3 separate regions of the Sus scrofa genome follow, and all the other regions are linked to region 3. A link is a contact called in public HiChIP or PLAC-seq data. All regions are on one chromosome and are shown on one strand. The core of a region is the stretch at or near the end of the contact, and the rest is flanking DNA. Distances in the headings are between cores, read along the strand shown. Region 1 has its middle 54 kb from the start of MRPL37. Region 2 overlaps SSBP3 (single-stranded DNA-binding protein 3). Region 3 overlaps TCEANC2 (transcription elongation factor A N-terminal and central domain-containing protein 2).

Evidence for each region. HiChIP or PLAC-seq counts read pairs in DNA pulled down with a chosen protein or histone mark.
Region 1: an H3K27ac HiChIP or PLAC-seq map of alveolar macrophages shows a contact between it and region 3. The contact joins two enhancer-like sites. A contact is called at or near these places in 2 of 47 Hi-C or Micro-C datasets (embryonic fibroblasts and liver) and 1 of 2 datasets of contacts at active chromatin or transcription factors (alveolar macrophages).
Region 2: an H3K27ac HiChIP or PLAC-seq map of alveolar macrophages shows a contact between it and region 3. The contact joins two enhancer-like sites. A contact is called at or near these places in 1 of 47 Hi-C or Micro-C datasets (embryonic fibroblasts) and 1 of 2 datasets of contacts at active chromatin or transcription factors (alveolar macrophages).

The regions. Positions count from the first base shown.
Region 1 is chr6:158,087,702-158,090,807 of Sscrofa11.1, reverse strand. No RefSeq gene overlaps it. Among named protein-coding and RNA genes, the nearest start is that of MRPL37, 54 kb to the left of the region's middle. Within about 2 kb of position 1,442, at least 39 of the 83 cell types and tissues checked have an H3K27ac peak or open chromatin away from gene starts, as enhancers often do. A contact at or near this core is called in alveolar macrophages, where this site is marked.
Region 2 is chr6:158,023,515-158,026,844 of Sscrofa11.1, reverse strand. The region is part of intron 4 of SSBP3 (single-stranded DNA-binding protein 3); the gene reads right to left. Among named protein-coding and RNA genes, the nearest start is that of SSBP3, 110 kb to the right of the region's middle. Within about 2 kb of position 1,619, at least 24 of the 83 cell types and tissues checked have an H3K27ac peak or open chromatin away from gene starts, as enhancers often do. A contact at or near this core is called in alveolar macrophages, where this site is marked.
Region 3 is chr6:158,239,950-158,243,083 of Sscrofa11.1, reverse strand. The region is part of intron 3 of TCEANC2 (transcription elongation factor A N-terminal and central domain-containing protein 2); the gene reads left to right. Among named protein-coding and RNA genes, the nearest start is that of TCEANC2, 20 kb to the left of the region's middle. Within about 2 kb of position 1,448, at least 5 of the 83 cell types and tissues checked have an H3K27ac peak or open chromatin away from gene starts, as enhancers often do. A contact at or near this core is called in alveolar macrophages, where this site is marked.

The DNA of each region.
Region 1 (3,106 bases), core at 193-2,692, 150 kb after region 3:
GGGGCTGCTGGTGGTGTGTGTGGAAGGTTTATTGGGGCAGGTGGTGGGCGTGTGAAAGCAGGGAGGCCCAGAGGGACCTGGTGCTTTGGGGAGTGGTTGGAAATGGGGGTGCAGTAGGGTTGGGATGAGGCTGGAAAGGCCAGCTCTCAAGGGGCCTTGAAAGCCAGGCAATTAAGGCTTCCCACTATATATATAAGCTGTCACCCTACCCAAGGCAGCCCCAGTCTTTTACCCTAAAGGTAGCTACAACCTAGAACTTTTTTTTTTTTTTTTTTTGGTCTTTTTGCTATTTCTTGGGCCGCTCCCGTGGCATATGGAGTTTCCCAGGCTAGGGGTCTAATCGGAGCTGTAGCTGCCAGCCTATGCCAGAGCCACAGCAACTCGGGATCCGAGCCGCGTCTGCAACCTACACCACAGCTCATGGCAACGCCAGATCGTTAACCCGCTGAGCAAGGGCAGGGATCGAACCTGAAACCTCATGGTTCCTAGTCGGATTCGTTAACCACTGCACCACGACGGGAACTCCCAACGTAGAGCTTTTGTTTGTGTTTTTAGGGCCACACCCTCGGCACATGGAAGTAGCCAGGCTAGGAGTCAATTCGGAGCTGCAGCTGCCAGCCTATACCACAGCCACAGCAACGCCAGATCTGAGCTATGTCTGCGACCTACACCACAGCTCACGGCAATGCTGGATCGATCCTTAACCCACTGAGCGAGGCCATGGATCAAACAGGCATCCTCATGGATATGAGTTGGGTTTGTTACCACTGAGCCACAGTGGGAACTCCTAGAGTTTCTTACATCGCACTGTTAAAATGATAATCAGGATGCATGTATGTACATCACTTGGCGTCACCCTATTTATAGACTCTTGTACACCTGCCTTTCTTCACCTAATACCTTGGGATCACAGGATCTTGCCTGGTCAGCACATTTGAGCTACGCTGTCCTTTTGAGCAGCCGCATTAATATCTACCGATGGCCATTTGGGTTCTTTCTAGTCGTTAGCTATTACAAATAATGCTGCAGCGAGCGTCTTGTTCACGTATCTTAGAGGACTTCTGCCAGCACAGCCATTGGATAAATTCCTAGCAGAGTTGCTGAGTCAGAGGGCTCTTTTTAAGAACACTTATGGGCGTGTGGAGGACGAGTTGGCAGGGCCACTGTACAGAGTCCAGCTGGAGGCCATGGCAGTAATTCTTGGGTGAGTGATGGTGGTGGCTTGGAGCCAGGCTGAGGGGGCAGAAGCCCCCAGAGGCGCGGCGGGAGAGCGGAGAGAGGGGAAGCGAGCCCGAGTTGAGCCTGTGGGTCGGAGGCTGTGAGGAAACGGCCGTCAGTGATGACCTTGCAGCTTGAGGCCTGGCCTGCAAAGAGGCCAGTATTGCAGGGCAGGCCTTGGCCCTCGTCCCAGAACCTGGAGTGAGGACAACCCTCGTGGCTGGCCTTGGCCTGTCCCCCTGGGCCGTGGAGCTGAGCTGTGGAGCTTGGCACCCGCTCTTCTCTCTTTAAGTGCTTTGCAGCTGGTCTGTCTGCAAGTTGAGGCTGGCAGAACTGGTGTTTCTTGCCCCCCCTCTTTTTTTTTTGCTTTTTAGGGCTGCACCCTCAGCATATGGAGGTTCTCGGGCTGGAGTCTAATCCGAGCTGCAGCCACCGGCCTACGCCAGAGTCATGTCAATGCAGGATCCGAGCCGCATCTGAGACCTACACACCGAAGCTCACCGCAATGCTGAGTCCTTAACCCACTGAGCAAGGCCAGGAATCAAACCCACATCCTCATAGATGCTAGTCAGGTTTGTAACCTGCTGAGCCACGATAGGAACTCCAGGACTGGTGTTTCTGTGCTCCCCGTGCAGGTGAGGAGCCTGAGGCCCAGACCTCATGGGGTAGTGTGAAGAGCGGGGAAGGTCGCATGTGATGACAGCTGCCCCCTCCACTTCCCCAAATCCCCAAATCCCACCTGCCTCATCCTCACCACCCTCTTACCTCCCTTTCTTCTAAACTCAGGGAGGGAGGAAATAGGGGATGATGTTAAGGCGTTATTTGGCCTCAGGAACAGACTACCGAGCACCCACCTAGTTAGAGTGAGTCTGGGGGAAGGAAGCAGGACTGTGAGAGGAGGGGGTACACTGGTCTAAAAATTGTACCAGAGGAACTCAGATTGTTGCCACACCTGCGCCTGTGGATGTTCCCAGGTCAGGGATCGAACCTGAGCTACAGTTGCAGGCTGCACCACAGCTGCAGCAATGCCAGGTCCTTAACCCATGCCACCACGTGGGAACTTCCTAGGGACTTGGATTTTTAAGCAACATGCATTTGGAACCAATGTTTTGACACTGGCTTTGAGCACATGTGAACACTCTCTCATTTTGTCTTTGTCTTGGAGTTCTGGCTGTGGCGCAGCAAAATTGGCGGGATTTTGGGGGCACTAGCACTAGGACACGGGTTTGATCTCCAGCCTGACACAGTGGGTTAAAGTCCTGTGTTGCTGCGGCTGTGGCTTAGATTGCACCTGTGGCTCAGATCTGATCCCTGGCCCAGGAACTCCATGTGCTACGGGGCAGCCAAAAAGGGGGAAAATGTCCTTTTCAATTTTTTAATTTTTTTAAATCTGCACCTGTGGCATATGGAAGTTCTAGGGCAAGGGGTCAAATCAGAGCTGTAGCTGCCAGCCTACACCAGAGCCACACGGGATCTGAGCCGCATCTGTAACCTATACCACAGCTTCTTCACAGCAATACCAGATCCTTAGCCCACTGAGCGGGGCCAGGGATCGAACCCGTGTCCTCACGGATGCTAGTCGGGTTCGTTTCCACCGAGCCACGATGCGGACGCCAGGTGTCTTGTTGATCCATTAGAAAGTTCTCAGATCATTCCCAGCAGGTGTCAGAGGACCGGAGCAACACCATTTCTAAGAGTCCCCTGGTGCAGTTTCCACTCAGATGCTGGGTCTCCTCATGTGCAAAGTGGGGATAAAGCCCCACATCCCCCTCGGATTCGGCCCACTTTCGGATTACCAGCTGCATTTGATCAGGAGGTTTCCAGTAGGTGCAACTGGAAAAGCCCCGTGGAGAGGTGAGGTTACTTTGGGGCGCCTTTACGCTGTGGG
Region 2 (3,330 bases), core at 370-2,869, 220 kb after region 3:
CACCTCAACAACACAATGTGAGGCATACAGCAGGTATTCCATAAATGATTATACTTTTTATTATTCAAAGACCTGCTCCAACCTGGCCATGTGGAAGCGGGCCTTTCTGGATTGCTAGGAATGGGCCTCTCCCTGCGGTTTCCAACTCTGAGTTAGAGCTCCATTAAGACACTCAGCAAAGCGTCTCCTGTGAGTTTTCTCTAAAAACACAAAACCCAAACGGAAAACCCCTGACATTCACTGAGGCCTGTGCCACGCCGGGGCTGTGGCAGGAGCAGGGGATGGAGCCCCCCCCACTGGAGCAGGAGCGGAAAGAGGGCTGGTCTCAGAAGCCAGAGACCGCGTGCATGGGCTCGGTCCGGCTGGGAGGGAGCCAGAGGGCAAGTCTCTTGTTGCTCTGGGCCTCAGCTTCCCCACGTGTCCAGGGGTGGGGTGAGAGAGGACCTCTAGGGCTCCTCCCCCACGCTCCTCTCCGCGACCCAGGCCTACACCCAGGGGGCTGGGGCTGGAAAGAGCAGCTCCTGCAGAAACAGGAATTGTAACTCTTCCCCGTTCACCACAGAACACTTAGGGGTCAAAACTCAATCCAACGCCTTGGAACACTCGGCCGCACGACCCGGTTCAGAGGTCAAAGACCATCCAGAAACCCATTTGTTCTCAGAGCCTGCGGGTGACATCTGGGCTCCCCGCCCCCTGCCCCCACCCCTGAGCCCCCCTCACCAACATGTTTCTGTATATGCACACACGCGGACATGCATTAAAAAAGCAGAATCGAATTGGGCACGCGGTTGGGTAACTCATGCTTTTTTTTCTTTTCTTTTTTTTTTTTTTTTTTAAACTAATGAAAATTCTTCTGTAAATAGAAAACAGGCCTTGCACAGGGCGGGCGGTGTGGCCCACTCTAAGCTGCAGCCGCCTCCTCCAAGCCTCCGGCTTATCATTCACTTGGAAAGCCTGAAGTGCCTTCAGACATCTGCCTGAAGCTGTGAAGGTTCCCCTCCCTGCAAAGCATTTTATTTTTTTGTTCGCGGCCAGGGAGACTTCCAAGCAGGGCTCATCCCACAACTTCCTCTCTGAAGAGTAGGGTTTCTTTACGAGTCCAGGGTGTCTGCACCACCGCCGGGGCAGCAGCCCCTCAGCCTTGTTGGTCTGTTCCGGACACATGCCAGCTGGTTTCACACGTGCCCCTCCACCGCCAGGCCTCCCTTGCCATCCAAACCTGGCTGCCAACTTCCCTGCCCCAGAATAAAGCACATGCACCTCCACTGCCTGCCCCTCCCATGGAGAAGCTGGATTTGAACCTGGATTTGGCCGTGGGATCTGAGCAGCCCGGAGGAACCTGTGCTATTAGGGAATCTTAATTTCCTGCTCCAGGCAGTGGGGAACAGCTCCAAGCAGAAGGGTGGCCCAGGACTTCTGAGAGGCCCACCTGACCCTACGTTACCCTGTGCCAGGCATCCCAACGCATCACTGACAAAGCCACCGCACCCCCCAGAGTATCCACAGCGCCACAAACAGCAGACCCAGCGAGTCCTGGATGCAGTGCTGGGCCCTGTCCTCGCTCTGCAGCAAGGACTCCCCTGTGGCTCCAGGAACTGCGGGGTCAGTCCAGAGGCACCAAGAGACAAGCTCCCAGGGGCCTCCCACCTCGTATCTTGCATTAACTTGTGAGAGGTGACCAGCGTTCAGGCTCCCTTCAGCAAGTGGGGCCCTAGGGGATGTCCCTGATGTTACCTGCGAGCCCCACCCCAAGACCCCCCAGGCAGCTTCCCTCACAGACCAGCATGGGATCCCCCACCTATTTTTCCTCTCTTTTAAAAACAGTTCTATACACATGAAGCTCCTGGAAGCCTGAATAAAAACAAATGCTCAGGGAGAAGGGCGGGACTGCTGCCAGGTTGGCCAAGCTCTCCTGACTGATTTACAAGGCTGCAAAGGGGAACTTTGTCCTGCACGTCCCGTCCCTCCTGGCCCCACCTCAACGCTCAGGCGTGTAGCAGCACGGGGCCCGCATGTGACACCGCCAAGTGCAGCTTTCCTTGACTGAAATGCAATACGGGCCACGCAGCGAGCACCCAGGACACCAGGGGCACACGGCCCCGTGGCTGTGTGCCCTCAGCTGGGCGGTGCAGGACACCGGCAGGGGCAGGGGAAAGGGGGGTGGCACTCCTGCATGGAGAGACAAAGGCCTGTGGGGGATGCTCTCGTCCCAGGGAGAGGGGTTGTTTGCATGGGTATCATCAAGACAGAGCCTTCGTCACTCCGTGCAAAATATCGGAGTGACCTGGCGCCCTCTGGGCCAAGTCTCCTAGAAGGAATTTTAGCAGCATCAACAAACCAAAGATGTAGCTGAGGGCACACAGAGAATCTCATCACCCAGACAGAGGCCAAGGCAGAGAGGAGTGAGGTCAAAAGAGGAGAAGGGACAGGAAGAGACCTCTTGGTTTTATGTACAGACCACAGAAGAGAATCCGTTTGGACAACAGAGGCGCTCATTCTGCAGCTTGGACAAAACAGAGCCGTGGCAACTTGAAGAGACAGAACCAGCTGGTGTTAAAAATAGGTTCAGATGACACACGGGAGTGAGTGACACAGGATCCCTGCCTCCAAATAGCCAGCTGCCGTCACGTGCGAGGAGTGGACGTGCTCTCCCGTGGCTGAGGGACGGTCCGGGGTCCAGCGATGGATGCTCTGAGCTCCTGAAAGCTTCTCCAGATCTGAGCGTCAGACGGACACGCCTCAGGAGGCGGTGAGCCACGTCCCCTCGGGTCGCTCACGGTGGGGCCAGGGCACGGGCGAGCGTGCTCCAGATCAGAGCACGTGGGTCTCACCTCCGCTCAGCCACAATAAAGCCATGCGGACTGCCTCAGCCTCCCCTCTTTATTAGGAGAGAAAAGAGCTCTGGCCTGAGGGTCCCAGGATCAGGGTTTCAGCCTGGGCTGCAAACTACCTGCGACTTCCTGCCCCGGGGCCTCGGCTCAGTCCAAGTAAGGTGGCTGAGGTCCTGTTGCGATGGTGAACCGAGCAGGTGACACACTGAACTCCCAGCCAAGCAAGCTGAGCGCGGGCCACAGGGAGGGGACAGAAGCCCCAGCTCGCACAGCCAGGCCCTCAGGCCCCAGTGAGGGCTGTCCTAACACCAGAGCTTCTTCCCCAAAGTCCCCAGGAGGAGAGGATGGATGCAGGAAGGCAGAGAGGACACACGGAAAGAAGCAAGTGCCCTTTCATCCCCATCCCAGAGACCAGGAGAGAGGGAAAGGGGTACGATAAACTCCTCGACACCCCCGGGAAAGGAGGTAGCACTGCTGTCTACCAGTAAGAAAACAGGCC
Region 3 (3,134 bases), core at 199-2,698:
TTTTACAAATTTTCTTTTACCCCGAAAATCTGTTTCTTTTAAATGTTATTTGTATATACTTGTGATTGTGCCTTTTATTTCTTTTAGCATTTAATGTATAGTTCTTCTGTATTCTTCTGACTGTTCTAGTAATTGAAATCCTTGGGATTTAAACCCGTTGTTATTGTTTCTGCTGACTCTCTTGGTGCTTGCCTTCCCATGTGCTTCTTGATTTGTAATTGTGAGCTCGTTATTTTCTTCCGATCTGTGGGAATTCTGTGGGGCTAAATCGGAAAACCTTCCCTGGTGAAGGGATTAGCTTCTTTTTTTGTTTGTGCCAGTAGTCAAGGATGACTTAGGACCTGAAATGCGTTAGCACAGCTCTCAAGGATCCTAACTCAGGATCAGAGTCCCAGAATTAGCTCTCCCACCTCACCACTGGCCCTAAGCTAAGTATTTCAGTAGTGTTGCTGTTAACATCCACCCTTAGGTTAACCCCACCCCTTTAGCCTCCACTTACTGTTTTTTGAAGTGGTTTTTATCCAGAATCTGGTTGTGTGGCAGTGACAGGGTAGCTTTAGTCCACTGTAAAGCCTCGGACCCTAGAGAGAATAAGTGGTGGTTATTGAAGGATCTTTGAATGGAGGAGTGACATATTCAGCTCTGCAGTTTAGAAAACTCTGTCTGCCACGTGGGAAAAGTGTTGGAGAAAAACACACCTAGAGGCAGGAAGCCCCTTTGAGAAGCTACTGCAATATCTGGATGAGAAATGAGGATGGCCTGGATGGGGTAGTCGTCAGGAGGGTGGAGAAATGTGGTTGGAATCAAGAGTCGTAAATACAGTAAAACCCAAAGGACCTGAAGGTGGATTGGATGTTGGGAATGAAGATAAGAGAGTAAAGGCTGAGGCCCAGATTTCTGGTCTAGGCAGCAAGGCGGATGGCAGCACCTTTCATTAAGATAGGAAGCAGGTTGCGGGGGGATAATAAGTTCAGTTTTAGACTTAACTGTGTTTGGCAAACTGTGGGGGATCCAAGAGGAAGTGTCCAGCAGGATGTTGGCTGTACGAGGCTAACGCTAAGGAGGAACGGAACGGAGCAAATAGATACCTGAGGGTCAGCAGCGTGTAGTCAGACCTGAGGCAGTAGCCTGGGAAGAGTACGTACGAAAGTGAGGAGCCGAGCCCCAATCCTGAAGCACACCCGTGTGCAAGAGACTTGTAGGAGACGGGGGTGTGACCAGGAACAGGAGAGAGCCTGTCATGGAGTGGGAAGGAGTGCTTCTGAGGAGGGGATTGGTCAGCAGTGTCTATTGTTGTCAAAGGGCCAAATAAGCTAATTCTAAAAATTGCACATTGGATTTTGCAAAGTAAGGCCAAATGATGATGATTTTGGTAAGGACTGTTTCAAAGGCAGGGTTAAGGGCAGAAGCTTGAAGAGTGAGCAGGAGGTAAGGAAATGAAACCGAAAATAGTCAACTCTTTTTCAAGAAGTTTGGTGTTGAAAGGAAAGAGAGAGGCAGCAGTATCAGAAAGGGCATGTGGGATTGAAGAAAGTTCTGATTTTTAAAATAGGAGAGAATCTAACCTATTGAGTGACAGGTTCATAGGGAGACCTTTGCAGGGAGAATGGACCAGACTTTGCAGGGATCGACCGTAGAGATGAGATGCCTCTTATTTTGTTGCCACTCATTCCCTCCTGACTGGCTCTTTCTGCCTTCAGATGCACTTAAATCTTCCCCTTTAACTCTCTGCTTTTTTTTTTTTTTTTTTTAGACGCCTTGTTTGTCTTCTTTCTTTTATAGCCAAATTCCTTGAAAAACTATTAATAATCACAACTCCCATTTCTGCCCCTCCCACTCCTTCATTAAATTATTTCCATGTTGGAGTTCCCGTCATGGCGCAGTGGTTAAGGAATCCGACTAGGAACTAGAAGGTTGCGGGTTCGATCCCTGCCCTTGCTCAGTGGGTTAACGATCCGGCGTTGCCGTGAGCTGTGGTGTAGGTCGCAGACGCGGCTCGGATCCTGCGTTGCTGTGGCTCTGGCGTAGGCCGGTGGCTACAGCTCCGATTCGACCCCTAGCCTGGGAACCTCCATATGCCGTGAGAGCGGCCCAAGAAATGGTAAAAAGACCAAAAAAAAAAAAAAAAAAAAAATTATTTTCATGTTGGCTTCTCCCACAACCACCATTCTCTCTCAGGACACAATTATTTCCTTCTATCCAAATCCAATAGCCTTGTCTAGTTCTCATCTTCCCAGAACCATGAATTTGAAACCATTGATTGCTCCCTTTTCTGTTGACATAAATGACACAGAACTTGTTGCCAATTCTTTATCTATTTTTTAAATGTTTATTTCCTTCAAGCCCTTATCTGAGTTTGTAATTACTTATTTAATTATTTACTTAGTTGTTTTTTCTTTGCTATACAGCAACTCTCTGCCAGCAGGACCATGCAATGTATTTTACTCATCAATGCGCTTTAAGCATTAGTGTGGCATATGGCAGAAGCTTATGATATGAATGAAATCAAATGAATGAAAATGATAATTTCAAGCAAAATTTTCTCCATGGCCCTTTCTAGCATTCTCTGTTCCTATTTCTTGCCTGTCTCTGTTTCTTCTTTGTGCCCTGATTTCTTACAGGGGGTACTTTTCCATAAACCTCAGACCTCAGTCTTTGGTTGCTGCTTTAGAGCACTTAGCCAGAGAGGCTGTCCAGTTCTCGAGCTTAACTGAGGCGTTAATTCAGACAACTCTTGGGTGTACAGCTCCTATCCTGATCTATCTCTGAATCTTAGATTTTTTTGAAAACTTTGTTCCAATTTATATTGCTAATGTTTTCTTAAAATCTTACTAATTTAATAGGTGAAAATAGCATCCTGTTTTCATTTGCTGCATATAATGAATTGTTTTCTCTGTGTTTGTTGGTCCTTTGCCCTTTTTTTGTGAATTATTTGCGTTCTTTGTCCATGTACTGTTAAGATCTTATAGTTTTTGCTATCTGTTTCTGAACTTAATAAATGTCCATGTCCTAAACTCTTAAATCCATTTAGCTACTTGGATTATAAACAAGGAAATTCAGACTCAGAGTGATGAAGTGACTTATCCAGGGCCACATAGTGAGTTAGCCCCAGAGGTGTAATGAGAACCCAGGTC